3 separate regions of the Mus musculus genome follow, and regions 1 and 2 are each linked to region 3. A link is a contact called in public Hi-C and promoter capture Hi-C data. All regions are on one chromosome and are shown on one strand. The core of a region is the stretch at or near the end of the contact, and the rest is flanking DNA. Distances in the headings are between cores, read along the strand shown. Region 1 holds the start of Kcnk4 (potassium channel, subfamily K, member 4). Region 2 holds the start of Lgals12 (lectin, galactose binding, soluble 12). Region 3 holds the start of Naa40 (N(alpha)-acetyltransferase 40, NatD catalytic subunit).

Region 1 (4,021 bases), core at 768-3,267, 310 kb after region 3:
TGTATCTGCACCTGTGCCTGTGTGTAGTGCCCAAAGAGGCCAGAAGAGGGCATCGGATCCCCAGGAGCTAGAGTTAGAGGTTGCTGTGAGTTGCCAGTGCTGGAGACTGAACTTAGTAGGTCTTTTGGAGGAGGAGCAGCAAGTGCTCTTAACTGCTAAGCCATCTCCACAGCCTGGTAGGCATCTTGTCTTCTAATGGATTAAATTAGTTTTGTGGAGGCCTAGTGTGTGTGTGCTGTGCATGTATTTATGTGTGCATACATGGATGGACAGACACACACACACAGGTATAGAGTCAGAAAAACCCATATGGGTTCCAGGAAACAAACTTGGAATTTCAGGCTCGGTGGCAAGCAGCCCTACAAAGCACTGCACCATCTCACTGACCTGAGGCCTGGCTTCTGTCACCACCTCTACTGTGGTCTTCAAGTGTCAAGTTTATGGAAGATCTATAAAGGGTGTGCTTGTGTGGCACAGCCTCCATCTCCTTACCTGGGTATGGGTTAACCCTGATCCCCTGGCTACTTGCATGCTGAGTCAGCTCTTGGTACACAAATCCTACTGCTCCCAAAGGTTTAGTCACTGCCCTGAGTTCCGGACATCCTTGCAGATCTGCCCTGTGGCTCAGGATTGATTATTAGAGCCTGTGACTCCTGTCTATAAACCTGGTGATTCTAGCTCCTTTGAGATCTCAGCCTAGCAGTAAGTCTGCCTTGAAATTCTTTCTTTGGGACTCTCCTGGAGCCAGGTCTACAAGGTCTCCAGAGAGAACAGCAGAGGCTCAGACTTCAGCAGTAAGCTGGACAATCACTTTCGGATGGAAGCAGAATTGCTAACATTTTTAGGGCACTTAATTCTGTGTGCTAGGCTTTAAGCATTTATAAACGCTGACCTCAGCTGGGCAGTGGTGGTTCATGCCCTTAATTCAGCATTTGAGGGGCAGAGAAAGGTGGGTCTCTGTGAATTTGAGGTCAGCCTGAACTAGAGAGCAAGTTTCAGGACAGCTAAGGCTCCAAAAACAAACAAATAACAACGAAAAAAAGAGAAAGAACCAAAGTAAAAACCACTGACTTTGTATGTGTGCACAGGCATTGGTGGTTTGCCTACATGTATGTCTGTGTGAGGGTGTCCCAGACAGTAGTGGGTGCTGGGAACTGAACTCTGGTCTTCTGGAAGAAGAGCCAGTGCTCTTAAAGACGGAGCCATCTCTCCAGCCCCCAAATACTGACTTCCTAAATACTCAAAATCAGCACCCAGAGTTAAGTAATCACCCTTTTACTGTAAGTGGGAACTAGGGAGTTTGGTAACTCACCCTGACCCCCTATCATCTGGGTGGTCACTTAAACATACTGACAATTACCACAAAACCCAGTAATGGTAGGGCACACCTTTAATCCCAGCACTCTGGAGGCAAAGCAGGTGGATCTCTGAATTTGAGACCATCCTAGTCTACAAGACAGCCAGGAGTACACAGAGAAACCCTGTCTCAAAACAAAGCAAAACATCCCAACAACAAAAGTACTGACCACAATAGCATGGGATCTCTGAACGCTACAGGAGAGATTTTGTGGAAATCAGTAAAGAAATGTCTCGAGAAACCAAAAAAAAAAAAAAAAAAAAAAGGATATAAAGAAGAAGAAAGAAGGATAAAGACAGAAGAGGACCCGGCTTTAGCTGTTCAGAAAATGCTAGCACTCTTTCTGCTGGAATTGTCAGGCAGCAGATGGTTGGGGGGGGGGGGTGACCCCAGGGCCTGGAGGATCAGAGATGGGAATGCAGCCTGAGCAAGAGGTGCTCTATCAGTGACTTCCTAGAACTAGGACCCAACCCATTCAGCTGGTTAAATCCAGGTGGCCTCAAAGAGAGCTCCCCGTCTTCCACCCCCACATACCCTCTTCTCCCTGGGGGCCTCTCCCTCACAAGTGCTGAGCCCAAGGCCCAGACTATCCTCATGGGCGGAGAAACGAAGGCTCTTCCCAGTCCAGTAATAGACCTAGAAGATTCCAGGAGATGAGTGTGGCGGCTGTCCTGAGCCCCGGGCCAGCTGATGTCCAGGTTAGGGCAGCGTTGGGGCCCCAATCCCAGCCTGGAAGGTTGGACTTCACGTCGACCCTTCTCTGAGTCTTCTGCCACTCACTGGCCTGGACAAGACAGCATTGGGGAGCCCAGAGGCTGCAGGTGCAGGTAAGGGCTGGGTTCAAGGCGGTTGGTGGCGAGAGCCGGTGGCGAGGGTGCGGCACGTAGGGAGACGCAGCTCTGGTAGGGTTAAGCTCCCAAGGAGGGGGCTTTTGAGGGCGGGAGGAGGGGGGTCCTAGTCAGACGGCCGCCGGCGGCTCGGTCTCTGGGCTGCCGCCGGCACCTCCTTGGCTCAGCCCGCACACCCTCGAGGCGGCGCGGGAGACCTGGCCGCAGCCAAAGCCGCAGCCACAGAGTGGGCAGACAGTAAGTGCGGAGCAGGCGCGGGAATGTGGGCTGGATCTCAGGCCCTGGGAGCTGGGAGAAACCGGCAGGGCGGGACACTTCCCGCGCGTGGATGCCTTCCTCGAGTGGTGTGACCGTGCGTCCCGTCGCCGGTCACGCTCGGAGGCGTCGGCGTAAGGACGCGGGGGAGGTGGTGGGAGCAAGCGGCTGGCGTGCGGTGTCACACGGGTTCCGTGTGTGTATCTGTGTGTGTGTGTACGCGAGCGCGCGCATTCGTGCGCGTGGACCTCTAGGGTAGCTCGGCCCTGCGGGCACGCCCATGGTGGTTAGTTGTGCCAGGGTCTGCCGGAGCGTGGTGCAGTGCTATGCCTGCAGCCTGGGCAGCGCGCGGCTAGAGCTGCAGAATGGAATGTGGCTCAAAGATCTTTGTGGCACATGTAGCAGACTGTGTATATGTATGTGTGTGTGTGCCTGCCATCTCCCGCTGCCCCCTAAGTGACAGCTGTCCCGTGGGCTGCTGTATCCGTGCTGCCCTTCCCACCCTGTGCCTTGCTTCTTCTGGGAACTTTGTGCCCACTTTTCCTTTCCCTGGCTCTGGGCCTTGCCTATACCCTGCAGCCAGATCCGCCTTGGGGTTCCTCGAAAGCCCAGCGGGCGGGTGGGGACCCTGGAAGATCCCCGCCCGGTTGATCCCTGCTAGGCTGGAAGGCAGGAGGGGACAGATGCATCTGAGGAGGCTGCCACAGCCGCACTGAGAGAGCCAAGTATGGACCTGCTATTCCTGTCTCCAGTTCTGCAGGCTCCAGCCTCTTCCTATTTCCCCTGGAACTCCCTAGTCTTCCTTTGGTCTTCTCCAAGGCAGGCACCCTAATGCCTCACAAGTCCCCCATTTTCTCACTCACCCTGCCTGGCTTAGTGTTTTCTTCTTTATCCCACTCTCCTGATGGCTAGGCTCCGGAGGTAAGAGGGAGGCTGGAGGTGGGGGCCTAGGTGTTAGTACCTGGAACCAGAGGCTGTGTGGGGGTTACATCTATGGATAATAAAGCTAGGGGCTCAAAAACTTTGGGGAGTCTAATCTAGAGAAGGAGGGTGTGGATGTATGGATCTCTTCGTGACCCCATAATCCTTGGTTTGGCCTGCAGTGACCACTGCTCCCCAGGAGCTCCCTGCTCCTTCTTCCCAGGCAGGAAGTGGAGCTGGACCTGCCTCTGGAAGGACCATGCGCAGCACCACACTCCTGGCTCTGCTGGCACTGGTGCTGCTTTACTTGGTATCTGGGGCTCTAGTGTTCCAGGCTCTGGAGCAGCCTCACGAGCAGCAGGCTCAGAAGAAAATGGATCATGGCCGAGACCAGTTTCTGAGGGACCATCCCTGTGTGAGCCAGAAGAGCCTGGAGGATTTCATCAAGGTGGGTTGGCAGAGTTGGTTAGAGTGGAGTCCTGCTCGGGGTGCTGCTTCCAGACATGTATCTCTGAGGACAGGGTAGGTCCTGCTACATCTCTGGGAGTGCAGGGCAGGAGCTAGGACCCAAGTGTTTGTTTTTAATATGCCGGCCGGCTGTGCTGTTGTCACTTGTCTTTGCTAGCACCAGGCTGTGCCC
Region 2 (4,457 bases), core at 187-2,686, 370 kb before region 3:
TTACTATTCATACTGAGAAAAATGAAACTGGACTACCTAATACCCACATACATAAAAATAATTCCAGCTAAGCTGAATGGTGGTGGGCCAGCTGCCAACTTTGTCCATTCGTCCTGACTAGTTTTTCTCCTAATGTTCACACCCTCTAATTATTCCATCAAGTGTCCAGATGTTGTCAACTGACTCCCAGGTGAAGAAGGTCCCTTTCTTGGTCTGCGGAATGGATTCTTAAGGTATTCTGCAATCGTCCAAGACCCTCCCAGCAGAGACAACTGTATGAGAACAAGGCTGGCTGCCAACCCACAACAGAGGTCCCAGACAACACTTTGATCTTGAACTTCTAGAACAGAGACAAAATAGAGTTCTGTTGTTTACACCCCACCCAATCTGTTGTATTTTGTTATGACAACCCAAGTAAATGAGTGCACCCTCCTCCCTCATTTCCCAGCAGGGCTGATGTGGGGTGGGGGAAGGGCACCACTAGCCTTGGGGACCCAGATCTGACTACAGTGCAGGGCACTATAGCCTGGCTCAACTGGTCTCTCCACCTGCCGTTTCTCCTCCCCACTGTGGCGAACATATCTCTTTCTGAACACACCCAGGATTGGATTTCCCACAGAAACACCTTCAGCTCTCCTGCCACACCTACCCAGCCACAGCTGAACAAACTCCTTGCTTGGCACCCAAAGTGCTTTCAGTTAGAACCCAAGTCAGGGTTTCTCATTAATGCTCAGTAGAATTGCCTGCAAGGCCATTTCCTGGACTTCACTCCCAAAGAGCTTTCTCCAGTAGGTCCCGGGGTGGAGACGCCACAGTTCACCTTTCTGGCAAACTTCTAGGTGGGGAGATCAGGTGAGGTAGACCTGCCCAATCCCTCCGCCAGGCCCCTCACATGGCGCTCTTATCCCTGGAACGACTGTACCAACACCCTGTGTAGCTGACATACCAGGAATTCCCTGCTGCCAAGTCTGACCCCATAGTTAGATCAGGAAACCTCCCAACGTAGGCTAAAGTTGAGGAGTTATGCTATTTTGAAAGAGGAACTTTAACTGGAATCTGAGCCAGGCCTAGAGGCCTCTCCTAAAACAGCAATATGGGTCCAGGCTCAAACACAAAGCCCAGCCATGGTCACCCTTGTGACACCGGGATGAACAAAGGGAGGCTCAAGGAGAAGTGACTTGTGGAAGGACACAGCATGTAAGAGCAGAGGCTGTGTTCCCTCTAGCCAGTGCTGCTTTGTCTGAGACCAAGGGAGCCCTCCTCTGCCTGGCCTTTGTCACTCCACTTTCTTGTGACCCTAGCTGGTCCCTGGCATTTGCAGCTAATGCTGAAATGGCCTCAAGGGACTGAACAACTTGGGGGAAAGGGGAAGAGAGGGGAAAGCAACCAGGGAATGAATGCGGGAGGAGCCAGGAACCTGGGGGCGGGGCCTCTTAAGGAACCTGCACACGTGTACCACCAGCAGCAGCAGCTTCCCTTCCTACTATCCGCTGAAGGCCCAGGTGAGCCCCAGGAAACAAAAGCCCTCGCTGAAATGAGCCGGCCCTAGGCTTCCCTTTGAAGTGGCCAAGTGCTTCAGACACAGACACAGATGGGCTAGTTAGCAAGTCCATGAGTGAGTGCCAGCTACCCGCCCCTGGACGCGCGGGAGTTTCTGCTAGCAGGTCCAGTCCAGCAAAGCTGCTGCTGTACCATCATAGCGGGGGTTGATGTGGTTCCTAGAGGTGGGCCAGTGCCCCTCCCAGGTCGGCTCCAAGAAGCATTAGAACTCCATAGCGAACAAGTAAGACTAACAGCTTGGATAGCTGTTGCAGAGGCTGGGAAAAGTGAGTCCATTCCGTGGGGAATCGCGTTGCTGGAATCAGGATCAGAGGCTGAGTTGAAGTTGCCCCTCCCCCATGTCAACTGACGAACACCTGGACCCGATTCCTGACAGCTTCATCCTGCAGCCGCCAGTCTTCCACCCGGTGAGTAAGCGTAATAAAACGACCAATCAGCTAAATTCCAGCCTGCAAGTGATTGGTCGGGCTTCCAGGATCCTTGCCTATTCAATACGCCTCTTCTGGGATAGATGGCTAGAAGAATGGAGGTGGATTGCTATGAGGGACACTAATGACTAAGGGCAGCCCCTTCTCCAAGCCTGAGGGAAACCCTCCTAGTCAGGGAGAATGTGGATTCCTCTCTCCCTCCCCCTGTTCAGTGCCCAGGAGACTTTCTGAAGCCCAGCCACGTTTTCAGAAGGCCAAACTCCCAGCAGGCACTACCACTAATGAGCACTAATTATTACTTTCCCCTGCTTGGTTCTCTCCTCCTTAGAGACCTCCATCAGAGCAGTTAATTAACACATTCTGCCAAGAGCCTGGGAACTGGAAGCCACTGGGCTGCCTGCCAAGCTGCCATGCCATGTAGAGATCCTGGCCTCTGGCTCCTCCCCCACCCCCACCCCCGCCCCCCAGGTGCCTGAGCAACAGGGCTGAAGCACCTGAAACCTCCTAGGTCCCCACAGCCTGTTGCTTCGCAAGCTAAGACCGCCACCTGGAGGGCTCCTCGGAGTGGTCTGGGCTCTCTGATTGCCACTGGGAGTTGACAAGCCACCTATAAGGGCTGACCCTGTGACACTGCCCCAGGTTCCCCTTCCAGCTTGTCTGCACACCCTCTGTGGAGCACCCACTGTGCTGAGCCTGCTGAAGAGAAAGACAGGGCTCCAATTATCTTATTCAGTGATCCTAATGGAAAAACAGCCAGCCAGCTCCTGTACATGAGGGACCAAGGGCCAAGCTAGCATTGTGAGTGAAGACTCTGAGAACTCAGAAGAGGGAAAGCAAAACGGTGTCAGGATGGAGGAACAGGAAAAAGTGGAAGGGAGCAGACCCAGCAAAAGTAGAGTAGAAAGTGTGTCCATACTTCAGGAAGGCCAGACAGCCTCTGTATGAGGAAAGATGGGCCCCAAGAGATGGGCCTGGTCCCTAGTCACCGTTAGGTATCTCCAAAGAGAGTCCACATCAGGGCCAACTTGCTCCCAACTTCTTCATTCTTTTTTCCTCTTAGCTCCTAAACTCTGGGCATTCACCAGCCCTCAGCAGCTTCCTTCCCAGATGGCACCCAGTGAAGTGACAAACCACAGTAGCACAGCAACCTGGTGTGCCTCAGCTGGGTGGTGCTCTGACAGGGCTGTGGAGCTGATTAGGGTTCCCTGTGTCATATAGCTTTGGCATGTCTGCCCAAGAAAGAAGAGCTTTGGAAAGAACTGGGCTGGGTCACTAGAGTAACAAATTGATGGGATGTAGGGTTGCCATGGAAACAAGTCTCTGGGCAAGTCTGTGAGGTATTATCTCAATCCCATTAATCAAGGTAATGAGAGTCACCCTAAGTGTAGGGTGGCACCACCCCATGAGCTGACCCCTGGTCTGAATAAAAGGCAGGCATGAGGCTAAGTAAGCAACAGCTGCCACTGCACCCTGCTTCCTGCCTGGATGTGATGTGACCAGCTGCCTCAAGCTCCTGCTGGCATGCCCTCCTGCCATGATGGACAGGACTCTTCCTTCCTTTCTTCAGTTGCTTTTGTGGAGTATCTTGTTACAGCAATAAGAAAAGTAACCCAGGAATATTGGAGAGAAAAATGCTCCTTCCCTACTAGGACATTTTCTCTTGAGGGTGAAAAAACTATTACTTTGCAAAAACAACTTATGGCAAGAAATATTTATTTTGGCTCACAACCATAGGAAATCCATCCACCGTGGCAGGGAAGATGGTAGGAGGTGACCACTCTCCCAACTCCACAGTCAAGAGTCAAAGGCCTGACAGGGGTGATGGCACATGCTTTTAATCGCAGCCCAGAAGCAGACAGAGACAGACAGAGGCAGGCAGGTCTCTGAGCTCGAGGCCAGCCTGGTCTACAGAGTGAGTTACAAGACAGCCTTGGCTACAAAGACACCCTGTCTCTTTGGTGGGGTGAGGAGGGGACACGAATGCTTGCACTTCGTCGTGTTGTTCGGTCTGTGATCCAGCCTTTAGAAAGGTACTGCCTGCCCACATTTAGGATGGGCATTCTGCTTCCCTCTAGAAATCCTTCACAGATGTACCCCAAAGTGTGTTCCCTCATCAATCTAACAGTCAAGATCAACTCATGGCGATGCTGTTTTCCTGGTCTTTCCTCTCTACCCACGTCCGCCCCTGTCCATAGACATCCCTGGCCCCACGTCCAGTTGGCATACCCGATCTCTCTTCCTTGTTCAGGTGATTCCTTATGGCACAACAATTTTTGGTGGCCTGTATGCAGGCAAGATGGTCACGCTGCAGGGTGTGGTCCCTCTGCATGCAAGGAGGTAAGGGGGACTGGCTAGGACGCTCGGTAGGGCCCAAATTTAGGGACATCAATCTGGAGTTCCTCTCTACCTTTAGGATTGATTTCTGTAGGCACTCAAAACCTCACAACTCCCCTACCAGGTTTCAGGTGG
Region 3 (4,004 bases), core at 1,161-3,660:
CCCTGCCTTCAGTCCTCAACACTGCAAAAAAACCAAAAGTAAGATGAGTCCGAAAGTGTGAGAGAGGGTGGGTCGAGGGTAGCAGAAAGGATATGGAGATTGGATCAGTAAAGAAAGAGCTGACCACGACAGTGACTTCAGGAGAGGCCAGAGGAAAAGCCAGACGGCAGGGAGGATTTTCTGTTGGACTCCTGCCTCATTCTCCAAAAGTTCACTCAGATGTCTTCTCACCCACCCGCCTCAGCTCCCTCTCCCAGCGGCCTGGTCTCCAGAGTGTTAGGAAGTGACCTTCAGCAATACATTTTCTGACTTCCAGATAAGGAGCCAACTGCAGATTCATCAATTTTCTTACATTCTGGCTGGTGGATTTATACAACATTAAAAGGAAGACTTCCTAGCCAGGTGATGGTGGCACACGCCTTTGATTCCAGCTCAGGAGGCAAGTGCCAGGGCTACACAGAAAAACCGTGTTGAAAAACAAACAAGCGGCCGGAGAGATGGCTCAGCAGTTAAGAGTGCTGGCTGCTCTTCCAAAGGTCATGAGTTCAATTCCCAGCAACCACCTGCCTGTGGCATCTCACTCTTTGCCTGACTCCTCTTCCTGTAACCTTACCTCTACTATATATCTCCTTGTCGAATCAGCAGCCCAGTGGGCCTCAGAACACCTAAACCAGCTGGTGGCCCCTCCACTCAGTTTCCAGCAGTGGTCTAAATCCCCAAGTCTCTGCAAGTCTATGAGCTGCAAAAGAAACGCTTCTTACCTGCCTGAGTCCACTTCATATCCTGCTCCTGCAGGTCCCATTTGCCCTGGCCACACTGTACTTAATGCTAGGAGTGCCAACTAACAGCATTCCCACCTGCAGGGAAAGTCAGGGACTGTTTGACACCACCCCCCCTCCTGGAATGCCCTGCCCTGCTCCCAGGTAGCTTCATGACTTGCTCTCTGACTCCCTAAAGATCTTGGCTCAACTACCACCACCTCGTGTTATCTTCCCCAAGCATCCTAGATACAATTATAAATCCTTTCCTGACAGGCTTTCTTTTCCTTCATGGTACCCAGGGCACATACTATTCTTTTATTATTTATTTAACTGGCTTATTATCTCCTTTCTAGAAAATACCAGCAGATCTTTTTCCTGTTTGATACTATTTCTTTCCTTCTCTCTCTCTCTCTTTTCTTTTTTAAATTTTTTGAGATTTTATTTATTTAGGTCTTTCAAGCTAGGATTTCTCTGCGTAGCCCTGGCTGTCCTGGAACTTGGTCTATAGACCAAGCTGGCCTCAAACTAATGAGATCCACTTGCCTCTGCCTCCCAAATGCTGGGATCGCCTGACTGTGTCTGTGTGACTGTGTTAGATCCCTTGTACCTGGAGTTATATATAGTTCTAAGCTGCCATGAGTCCTAGGAACCTGGTTCTTTTAGATGGGTAGCCATTGCTCTTAACCTCTGAGCTGTCTCTCAAGCCCCATGGTCCTCCAACCTCTGCTTCCATAGTACTTGGATCACAGGTAGGAGCCACCACACTCAGCTTGGTATTGTTTTCTTTGCTGCCTGAAACAGTGCCTACCACTGCAGTAGGCACTCGCTGCACGTTGCCAGGGCTACAACTTCTCTGAGCAATAAACGTAGGATAATGATTAAAATCTGAAAATTTTAAATTTAAGACTGGAGCCAGGGCGTTCTAATTTTGTGTGTGTGTGTGCCCGCGCTAATAGAGACTCTGGAGTAGGGGTTGTAGCTCAATGACAGAACTCTATCATGTGTGAAACCATGAATTTGACCCTCAGTACAGGGCTGGCAGGGTCAAGGAGGCCAACCTAAGCCAAACCAAGCAAAACAAAAACAACAACAACAACAAAAACCAACCAACCAAACAAAAAAAAACCAAGAAAGCTAAGATTTTGATTCCCGCCTCCACCCCAGATTTCAGGGTTAGTCCCAAGGGTTTGCAAACTGCTCTATCTCCCTAGGTGATTCCCATGCAGGTCATGTGGAGGTCACACTACCCAGATGTCTGCTCAAACTGAAAAAAATAGGACCCAGAACACCTGAGGTCTTTAGTTACACAGGAGTTACAAGCTCCTTTAGGACACAAACTTCTGTATCCTCTGGGTTCAGCACAATGTATGTGCATGTTAATGCCGTGTGAACGAATGTTGAGAAGGATGAATGGGTATAACAGGACTTGTTAGAAAAGGCATGCCAAGGGTCAGCTTCTAGAAGTCAGAATGCTTCCAGACTTTTGGCTGTGCCTGCGCGCCTCAGCGAAGGCAGCCCGCACCACCGCCCACCAAGTGGCTCCGAGGCTAGCTTGCTCCAGGCCGGCGCGCGCCCTTCCGCTCCGCGTGGTCGTTGCCATAGTTACAGACGCGGACCGTCGAGGGGGCGGGGCCGGCGCGTGCGCGTCATTCCTAGCGCGACGCTCTGCCGCGCCTCCCGCCTTTCTGTTCTCAGGCCTTCCGCGCGCACGGCAACCGTTCCACCTGCGCGCCTTCGCGCTCGCCGCCCACTCTGGTCCGGTTCTGCGCCGGCGCGGGGCCCTCTAGGACGCGCGGGGGATTTGTGAGACGCATGCGTAGTGCGCGGCCGGCCGCTTCGCTGTCGCTCGGGTTCCGCCGTTGCCACCTCCCTACGGGCAAGTGCGAGAGGGGAGCCGAGGGCCGCCGCCGTCGCCGCCGCCGCCACCATGGGGGTAAGTGAGGCTGGAGAAGTAATGGGAAGTCCACAGCTGCCGTTCACCCTCTGCGTCCTCATTGTTTCGTGAACCCCCTCACGTGACCCTGACCCCTTACAGTCTCACGTGACCCCCGGCCCCCACTTGACAAGAGTTCCCCACGCCTCGTTGTAAAGGTCCCGGCGTTGAGCCTAGCCCAGAAATTCTCTGGGAGCCCTCTTCTCCCCCCCGCCCCCCACTCCGTTCTCTTCGTGCCCCTTCCTGCCTCTCTGACCCCCTAGAAGGCCTCCCCACTCCCGAGCCCCTGCTGCGTCCCTGATATTAGCCCCTTGCTCCTTGAAGACACCCATCATCTGGCTGTCACGGTCCTAGCGGTTTCCTGCTACCCGAACTTGTAGGGAACTGAGGCAGGGAGGCAAGAAGGCGTATGGCCAAGGTCACATTGATATGGCTTGGGCGCTGGACCCCATCCGGTGACTCCGGAGTCTCGATGGAATCTGCTTCCCACTGCTCAAGTCTCTGCCCAGCCAGTTCCCCTACACTTTTGAACCGTCTGCTACCAGCTTCTTCCTGCTTCAGATGAAACGTAGTCTTCCTTACCACACAGGCATGCCCGTTCAGCTTCTGGCTGCAGTAAAATGGATCTTAGAAGTTGGATTGTTCTTAGTCTTGTTACTGCAGGTGGCTTGCAATGGAAGAGGGGGTGGAGGTGTACAGATGAGTAGGGGGGATGGGCTGGTTATAGTCCCAGCCTGGATGTATAGTAACCACCTGTTATGGTCTGACAGCAAGAAGATGCATTTCCATGGCCTTTCCTGGGATATGCAGATCTAGGGTTGGGCAAAAGCACCCTCCTAAAAATGTAACTCTCTGATCATAGGGTTCGTGTGGAATTTGCAACACTTTTAGCGAGTCCTGACTTTGAAACTAGATGTGCCTCAGTGGCAGCCCCATCTTTAACGGCTAGTGGCATGACCCTGCAGGTGATGAGGCCTGGCTTGGTTTTATTCCTATTTGTGCGATGCACGTGACCTCCTCTTAGGATAGTGATGAAGATTAAATGAGAAAATGGATGTAAATAGCCCACTAGGTGCCTTTAAGCAGTAGCTGCTATTTTGCTTATATTCTCAGCCTCACTTCAGTGATCTAAAATAGATTGGTGCTATTTTTATTCCTTTGGGTTTGTCCCTACTGTCACTAACCTAGATTTTTTTTTTTCCCTCTCTCACAAACAAATCAGCTTATTAGACAAAAGTAGTCTAGCTTGTGACAAAACACTTATTTTGGGATCAATGTCAAAACAAAACTTGAGGGGCCTGGGGTTACAT

Evidence for each region. A called contact is a pair of places that touch in the nucleus more often than the background predicts. Capture Hi-C pulls out chosen DNA fragments and counts their contacts.
Region 1: a promoter capture Hi-C map of adipose tissue shows a contact between it and region 3. A contact is called at or near these places in 1 of 39 promoter capture datasets (neural stem cells), 3 of 130 datasets of targeted methods (embryonic stem cells, memory CD8 T cells and pancreatic cancer cells) and 2 of 9 other capture datasets (adipose tissue and liver).
Region 2: a Hi-C map of cerebellum shows a contact between it and region 3, with 4 times the contacts expected there. A contact is called at or near these places in 3 of 39 promoter capture datasets (erythroid cells and liver), 8 of 484 Hi-C or Micro-C datasets (cardiomyocytes, cerebellum, cortical glia and 5 more), 1 of 130 datasets of targeted methods (embryonic stem cells) and 1 of 9 other capture datasets (pancreatic islet).

The regions. Positions count from the first base shown.
Region 1 is chr19:6,932,511-6,936,531 of GRCm38.p6, reverse strand. It overlaps Kcnk4 (potassium channel, subfamily K, member 4), which reads left to right and starts at 2,017. Exons shown (of 7, transcript NM_008431.3): 1 at 2,017-2,184; 2 at 3,564-3,829. The coding sequence starts at 3,641.
Region 2 is chr19:7,604,172-7,608,628 of GRCm38.p6, reverse strand. It overlaps Lgals12 (lectin, galactose binding, soluble 12), which reads left to right and starts at 1,436. Exons shown (of 10, transcript NM_001356574.2): 1 at 1,436-1,502; 2 at 1,806-1,967; 3 at 4,237-4,325; 4 at 4,447-4,457. The coding sequence starts at 1,899.
Region 3 is chr19:7,239,628-7,243,631 of GRCm38.p6, reverse strand. Naa40 (N(alpha)-acetyltransferase 40, NatD catalytic subunit) reads left to right here and starts at 2,410. Exons shown (of 8, transcript NM_027643.1): 1 at 2,410-2,694. The coding sequence starts at 2,689.